3 separate regions of the Mus musculus genome follow, and regions 1 and 2 are each linked to region 3. A link is a contact called in public promoter capture Hi-C data. All regions are on one chromosome and are shown on one strand. The core of a region is the stretch at or near the end of the contact, and the rest is flanking DNA. Distances in the headings are between cores, read along the strand shown.

Evidence for each region. Promoter capture Hi-C pulls out the DNA fragments that hold promoters and counts their contacts.
Region 1: a promoter capture Hi-C map of erythroid cells shows a contact between it and region 3, with 13 times the contacts expected there. The contact joins the promoter of Rps27l here to the promoter of Dennd4a in region 3. A contact is called at or near these places in 2 of 39 promoter capture datasets (erythroid cells and pre-B cells).
Region 2: a promoter capture Hi-C map of erythroid cells shows a contact between it and region 3, with 12 times the contacts expected there. The contact joins the promoter of Kif23 here to the promoter of Dennd4a in region 3. A contact is called at or near these places in 2 of 39 promoter capture datasets (erythroid cells and frontonasal cranial neural crest).

Annotation. Positions count from the first base shown.
Region 1 is chr9:66,944,692-66,947,391 of GRCm38.p6, reverse strand. It overlaps Rps27l (ribosomal protein S27-like), which reads right to left and starts at 1,306. Exons shown (of 4, transcript NM_026467.5): 1 at 1,212-1,306; 2 at 453-561. The coding sequence starts at 1,217.
Region 2 is chr9:61,945,501-61,948,200 of GRCm38.p6, reverse strand. Kif23 (kinesin family member 23) reads left to right here and starts at 1,402. Exons shown (of 23, transcript NM_024245.4): 1 at 1,402-1,589. The coding sequence starts at 1,579.
Region 3 is chr9:64,809,563-64,812,262 of GRCm38.p6, reverse strand. It overlaps Dennd4a (DENN/MADD domain containing 4A), which reads right to left and starts at 1,252. Exons shown (of 35, transcript NM_001162917.1): 1 at 1,243-1,252; 2 at 677-923. It overlaps Gm36459 (a long non-coding RNA gene), which reads left to right and starts at 848. Exons shown (of 3, transcript XR_379559.2): 1 at 848-936; 2 at 1,161-1,317.

The DNA.
Region 1 (2,700 bases), core at 57-2,556, 2.1 Mb before region 3:
TTTTTTTAAGGTGAAACATTAAATTTAGTATTCCAGAACCGTTAACATTTCAGCATGTAACAGACATGTCATCTGTTTCAAGTTATAGCTTCAGTGTAGTGTTTTACTCTTAAATTCTGTTTCCATTTCCACATGTTAAGTACTAAACAGACACATATGGTATAGCAAACACATCAGACAGCAGTTTGAGAATGAAGAATCAACATATATTTTATTTGCATTGCAAAAAAGAAAATTCATCATCTTAATGATCATCTTAAGTTAAAGACTTAAGTCAACGTATCCTTTACCTGGCTCCCATATGTTTCTACAAAGGTTTGAGTATGTTTCTTTAAAATGACCCTTATGACAATTCTGTAATGTCATTTCTAGTCAACAGTGGATCCTGACTTATTAAAGTGTGAATCTTTCCTGAAACGTCCTTTAGGACAGGGAAATTTGAAATTTTATACCTGGACATTTCACATCCATGAAGTAAGAATTTGGGCTCTGAACCAGCCGTTTCTTCTTATGTTTTTTCTTCTCCTCCTCCAAGGAAGGGTGTAACAGATCTCTAGCCAGCTGTGGAAGGAAACATATTGTTACTACTGGAGTCACAGTACACGGGTGGCAGCCCGAATCACACGAGGAACGCAAAGCAGGAGCAACAGGCACACTCCGCAGAGGGGGTACTTAAGACCCTAACTTTTCAAGATAGGACCACTTTCACCCACACGTTGCCAGTCCTTTCCTGGCACTTTACAGCGCTCGGGCAGCATATGGGAGAGAGAACCCCTTTGTCGTTTGGCTGGGTAGCCATCAAAGCTAAGTAAAAACCAGCGTCTGGCTCGGGCCTCCCCGAAGCCGCAGCGCAGCAGATCAGAACAAGGCCGGGATGACCTCAGCCCCGGGGCTCCACATCCAATGGCCAGCACAGGGCTGCGGCATGCTCGCCCGGGGTGGAGTGAACGTGTCGGAAGCTGCGAGGCCCGTTAGTGACCCTGAAGCCCATGGTGAGCTGGGAGCTGCACCCCACGGGCTGGCCACTCACGCGAGCCCGGACAGGGCCCGCCACGCCATGCCGCGCCGTGTCGCCCGGACAAGTCTCAACAAGCCCGCCATGCCTCGGCCCGCAGGAGCAAGAGACGCCGCGGGCTTAGCCGCCTGCCGAGGCGCCAGACTAACAGAAAGCCTGAAGGAAAGCAAGCCCGAGCCCAAAGTCAAAAACTTACGGGCATGGTGACGGCTCCGCAAGCGCGGCCGCTCCAGGTCGCCGAGACGAACTGCTCGCTTTCGAGCGCCCCTCAGCAACTTCCGGGATAGAGGCGGCGGGGAGGAGTGGAGAGGAGTGGAGGCGGGGGCGACCGCTCTAGGCTCCCGTCTCAGTGGTACGGCTCCCGCCCTGACCGCCGGGCCAAGTCCAATGAGGGACATTTAAATGGCTTCTGCGTTAAACTCCGACTCCGCCCTGCACCCAGGCCGGGCTTCGGAGGCCCGGGCATTAGGCATTAGAGGGAAACCAGACCCGAGGCTGCAACTAGCCTGGTCTCCCCTGTTCATTGTGCGGGGCAGCGGACAGGGGGACACACGGAACAATAATCTTTGTTCTTCGCTGTATTACAAACACCATAGGCGAGCCTGGGAGGGGGCTGGCTCAGCGCTTAAGAGTGTGTGTTGGTTAAGACTGTGTACTGCTCCCGCAGACGATCTGGGTTTGGTTTTCAGAACCGAGCTGGGCGGTTCGAAACTGCCTCAAACTCAACTCCAGGGAGATCTGCAGGTCTTTTCTGATCTCTATGGCACTGCACTCCCTATGCGCGCGCGCGCACACACACACTCATAATTAAATTTAAAAATCTGATTTTGGGGTTGGAGGTGTAGCTCAGCTAATAGCATGCTTGCCTTGCCTTCATGAAGCCTTAGGTTAAATCCCTAACACCACTAAATAAATAATTTTTAACTAGAAAGATCCCACTGACGGGTTGTGAAACAAACTTCTAGTCTTGTGTCTGTGCCTTCTAAGGAGTGAGACTTGAAGTTCTGCACCGGATAGGCTTCACCTCCGGTTTGCTTTGCTCTGAAATAGTTTTTTAAACAAATCCCATTTGCTGCTGTGTTTGATATGCCTCTGTCTCAGAAAACGTGGTAGGTGGCACCTAAGAAAGAAACCTGATATTGACCCCCTGGCTTAAACACACACACATACACCATTTATAAGCTTGACCCTAAGACTGTCCTACCAATTTGGGGAAAAAAAAAAGATGTATAATACTCAATTTGCATAAAGCAGAAGAAAATTAAAACACCGCATTCCCTCATGGAGGAGTGCTCACCCAGTAAGTAAGAAACCCCGAGTTTGATTTCCAGCACTGGATACATCTAGGGGTATGGGGCACACTTATTATAATCCAGCACTTGGGGTTTAGGCAGGAGGGTTGGAAATTCAAGATCATCTTCAGCCATATGGGGCCATCTCTGGAACACCAAAAATGAATAAACTGTAAGTCAATACTAAATATGGTGATATAGATAACTATGTAAATTATTATGTGTGTACGGGGAAAATAATGGTCCTAGAAGTTCCAATGTCTCAATGTCCATGGTCTGTGGTTACTTGACGAGTACAGTTAAGGCTGCAGTCTGCATGAGATGCCTGCCCTAGTCTCTGCCATTTGAACACTTGAGACCCAGTTGGTGCGGTTTAGGCTTAGGAGGCTTAGG
Region 2 (2,700 bases), core at 153-2,652, 2.9 Mb after region 3:
GTGCCATCTAGCGAGGCTGAAGAGGATACGCTGGGAGAGGACTCCGTAAACAGGGGCCGGGCACCGCGTGGGGTGATGCTGAAATCAACGGTGCAGTGAGGGGCGGCAGGGGCTCTGGGATCCAGAGAAGGTGAGGCATTCTCCGAGGAAAGGAAGGCTGAGAGACAGCAGAGAGACTCGAGTGTGGGGGCAGAAACGTTCCACGCATGAGCGTTGGGCTTGGGACAGGTGAGAGGTGACGCAACTGAACAGGAAGACTAGCCTCAGGGCCCCACTGAGGGTCTCAAGCAAAGGGCGATGACCCACCCTAGGGCTCTCCCAGACCTGTGACTTATAGGTGAGAGTGCAGTCAAATGGATCGGTTTTGGAAAGTGATGGTGGCAAAGCCTGGTAGCTTTCTATCTGCTTCTGGAAATTTATCCATGGATGCATTTTCAGGTTTATTCATCGAAGCAGTTTGCAACAGTAAATATTGGAAAGACTAATGTCCAGTAATATGGACATTAACTATGGATATTAAACTGGCTATCCTTATCAGTGCTGGCCCTAAAGGAAGTTCTAAGTGGAGCTTGAGTCACAGAACGCAGGTGTGGCTACATCCCTGGGGAATCGTCAGCATGGGGGCTGGGATTAAATGAGAAAGAATCAACTTGTAGAAGGCAAAGGGTAAACGGTGGTTGCACAAGGGCAGTGGGTAGATTTTATGCATCTCTGTATATCCAGGAAACATCAAAATCAAGAATTTGAAGGTTAAGGATGTGTGGCTTAGTGGTATCACCTTTGCCTAACATTGTGAGGCTCTAGGTTTGATCACTAGCACCATGAAACACACACACACACACACACACACACACACACACACACACACACAGAGAGAGAGAGAGAGAGAGAGAGAGAGAGAGAGAGAGAACTGGAGAATCCAGAGAAAGGAACTTACAACAGGTTGTCTGCCAAGTTGGTATAGTCTTCAAGATCATTCTGGGGTCCTCACTGTAAGTGTGAGGCCAGCCTGGGATACAAGATACTCTCGTCTCAAAATAAATATCAAAAGTAAGATAAAATGTAAACGTAGAACTAAAAGTAAAGGTAAAAATAAAATATAAATACAATAAAATGAATAAGATGATGTGGTAGCCAGCGGCCAGCCTGAAATTAGAACATGCCCGACCAAGGCTTTACTTCCTTAGAGGTTCTCAGGACAAAGACTGGGAGATCTCAGCTTCTGCGTCAGAACGGAAGGGCGGAAGGGCCGGGATTTCCCCTCTCAGGTTTTTCTCCAGCGCTGCCCTCCTCAGCCTCCGGCTGGCGCCCTTGGGTTGCCAAGGAGACGAGCGCCCCTGCTGGCCGTGCCAGCGCTCCCCGAGGCCCCGCCCCTTCGCCGCAGGCGGCCGCTGATTGGCCTGTTTGAAATGCGCCGGGCGGGCGCACACTTGGGCTTGCAGCGTCGCCGCCGGGCTCTCCTCAGATTGAGTCCTGGTCCCCGCGGCCGTGGTTTGCTCGGCTTAGTTCCCGCCAGCCTTGCTCCTGTCGGAGCCCGACGTCCCGCGCGCGCGTCAGGATAGCACGGAGCCTGCGGTCATGAAGTCAGCGTGAGTACTGGTGGGAGGACTGCGTGGGGGTCGCCGCCCTCCTCACGCTGAGACTGGGGACTGCCCGGGAGCTGAGTCCGTAGTACAGTGTAGGCCGAAGCTCCGCACTGCAGAGTTCTGGTGGCTGGCGACCCTGGTGTGCCGGCGCCCTCCCAGTCCTCTGAGCCCGCGAAGGCTGCCTCCGAATCCGGGGCTGTCTGCCACCACCTCCTCGGGTTGCCATCCTTTGGGCTGCCCATCCCTCCCCAGCTTCCTTCCTCCCCGCCCGCTGCGCAGGTGGCAGGTCTGGGGACCCCGGGCGGCGCGCAGCCGGGGTGCGCGCTGGCACTTTGGGGGAGTTGAGCCTCCACAGCTCCGTCGGCATCCCTTCCCTAGTTCTAGCCTTGAGGTCAGGGTCCTTCTGCAGCTCCGCCACCTTGCGCTATCTTTGTCCCCAGGCCATCCCACACGCCTACTCTATCTCCCACGCCCACATTCCTCAGTATTCCTAGACTCTTCAGGAGAGCCACATCCTGGTTACACTTTTACTGCGAAGGAGGGCTGGCTTTAGAAATCGTTACTTTCACACGCACACACACGAAAAAAAAAAAAAACGGAACTTTTTAAAATGAGGAAACGTCAGTCTTTATATTTACTTAAGGATACCTACCCTAGTATATCGCTGGACTCTGGTTTGCTTCTAGTTTACGTGTGACTCTATTGAGAAAAGTACTTTAATAATCTACAGTCTAAACGAGTCTTTTGGTTTAATTTGTGTTAAATATTCTTGTAGCCTATAAACGAGAAAGGAAAAAAAAGTTAAATGATAGAGAATGTTGAAATAAAATAATTTTTTATATTGTTTACTTAAAATAGCAAGACATTTCAGCATTGTGAATAATCTAATCTTCCTACATAGCATGAGCAAATCTCTGAATTTGCACTCCAACACTTAAAAAAAATACAAACAAAAGTTCCACTGAGTACTAATGGTATCAAAAGTGTATTTTCCCAATTGAAATTTTAATGAGTTAAATTACATATACCACATTTCTCGAGTACAGTTTATTGTTTATATACATGTTATTTGCTGTGCGGTATTTGAGATTGCTGGGAAATGATTTTTTTAAGC
Region 3 (2,700 bases), core at 3-2,502:
TAAAAGAGATGTCGCTGCGACCCAATTCTAGGTCACAAGCTTTTTTGCCCCTTCTCCCCCTGCCCCCTCCTTCGTCTTTCCCCTCTAGAAAGAGATAAACTTCAAAAGGAGTGGTGATGACCAAGAATTGCGCGCGCGTGTGCACAGACACACACACACACACACACACACACACACACACACACACACACACACACACTGGTCAACTTGGACGCTGGCCGGGCTCACGTGGAACCTGAGCCCCAGCCGGGCCCCGGCATCTGGACTGAACAGCCGCGGGAAAGCAGCCCCCGCCGCGGGTTTGAAACCCAGAGCAGGTGGGATTCCGGGAAGCAACCTTACGTAACGAGCTTGTCAAAATCCCAGCTTCAGGACCTCCCCACCGTCCGCCCCCGCCCCATCACCCCAACAACAACAGCCCCAGGCCAGCACCAAATGGCCAGTCCGGAGGGACCCCCCCGGTGTCCCGCGCTCGTTCCCACACGGAGGCGCGCGAACGCCATCGACAGCATCTCGCCATCCTCCGGGACGGCCAGAGCCCCTCCTAGCAGCTGCCCGCGCCTAGCGGCCCTCCAAGTCCTATCACCCGGCTCGGCGTCCCCCTGCCAGTCACCTCCTCAGGGCCGTGACAGCTCCCTATGCCACCGATGCCCACGCCGCCGCCCCCGCCACTCACCTCCCCGCCGGCCCCCGCGCGAGCACCGGGAAGAGCCTGAGATGCAGAGTCTGATCCCCTCATGCGCGGCGGGCGGGACACGAGGGGGCTGAATGTCGCGGCGCTTGCAGCCAGCTTAGCTCATCTCCCGGCCCGGCGCTCCGCCCAGCCGTCTCAGTCAGACGGGACTCCCCCTCCCCGCGCGGTCGCCAAAGCCTCCGCCTCCTTCCTCAGCACCAGCCGCCGAACCCGCCGCGGCCGGCGCCATCTTGGGAGTGACGGTAAAGACATGGGGGCGGGGACTATGGCAACAAAAACCAATCACAGGCCGAATCTGACCCGAGGGGCAGGAATGGGCCGAGCTAGGGGGTGGGTCGTGGGGGGAGGGGACTAACAAGGGTCCCGCAAGTGGGCGGGCCGCTGGGTGGGGCTGTGGGCGGGGTGGGGCCGGGCTGGCTGGTGACGGCGAGTGTAGCTGGGGAAACGCGTCGTGGTTCCCCTTCAGGTTGGGAGATTCCGAGCCCCTGGCGAGTAAGAACAAGGCGCACTGTACCTTCCTCTTTCACAAGCATCCAGCTATGGCCAACAGACCTGCTTCTTCCTTCCCGGCACTGCTGCTTGGTGCAGTGGTCTGAGCTGAGATCCGCCCACCAAAGTCACTGGTATTCTGCAGAAAACCCCCTAAGCGGTTAGCAACCACCAGTAGCTTTCAGTCCCGAGACAGAGGTCAGGGAAAAGGGGGAATTCAGAGGGGTTCTCTGAAAAGCGCGTTGATAAAACAGCTATTGTTGATTGAAAGGGTGTCCATTACATTGATTAATTGGATATGGCCTACTTAAACTAGACTGCAGGTCTACTGTTAATGGCTATTGGCAAGATGCCTTTGAAAAATGTGGATAATAAAGGTTGATTACCTCTACAGAGTTACTCAGAAATGTAAAGTGTATGCCTAAAAAGTATTGAATAATGTTAGCTGGAATTCTATGAACAAATGAAGGAAGAAATAGGACCTTTTAAAAAAAAATTCCTCTAGGTTGAAGTTAATCTATGCAAAACAGGCTTCATCTTTATTGCCAACCGAGATTACAGTTTTATTTTATACCTCCACTCCTTCTCTTGGACTCATTCATCCAGACAATATTGTTGGAAAACCCAGCAGGGCTGACACACAACAGTCAGGGAACCAGAAAAGGTCTGCTTTGAGGGAGTTGAGGTCTAGTGGGAGAAGCTCAACAACAACAACAACAACAACAACAACCAAATATATTTAATGCTTGGAGAAGAAACATAAAAGTTCTAGGAAGAATTCTAGGTAGCAGATAACAGGGTGGTTTTTGAAACCAGAGTGATCAAGGCTGTGCCTCTCTGAAGTGCAGGAAGAAGCCAGTAATGGAAGAAAGGCCCCAGAGAATTGAGTAAAGCAAAAAGATCATGCAGAGAACCTGCAATAGGGAGGAGCTTGGCTTTTAGAACTGCGAGGAATCTGTGTTGATGAGAAATGTATTTTGCCTGGAGAAGCCTTCCATTAGATTAGAGAGGGAGTTGAGAGCTCCGTTGTATAGGGCCTAGAAATACAAGACTATCCTTAATTCTAACTGCAGGCCGAAGCCACTGAATGGCAAGTAGGGAACAAAGCAGCTGGGAACAGTGAGTGGTACTTGAAGAATGGCATCTATATTTATATTCTAGACAACATATGGACCAGAGAACCTGATTGAGAGGGTTTGTTTTTTTTTTTTTAAATCTAAGTTTGAGTCTCTTCAACACTGAGTTCACCAAATATAGTTCAAATTGTTTAAAAAATGTGTGGGCATCACATTATATTGTGTAGATAAAAATACACTAATTTCACTGAAAATTATTAAATAATACCATTGTTGATCCCCACACCCTCCCCCCCCCCTTTTTTTTTTTTTGTTTTGCTTTTCCGGGACAGGGTTTCTCTGTTCAGTCCTGGCTGTCCTGGAACTCACTCTGTAGACCAGACTGGCCTCAAACTCAGAAACCCGCCTGCCTCTGCCTCCCAAGTGCTGGGACTAAAGGCG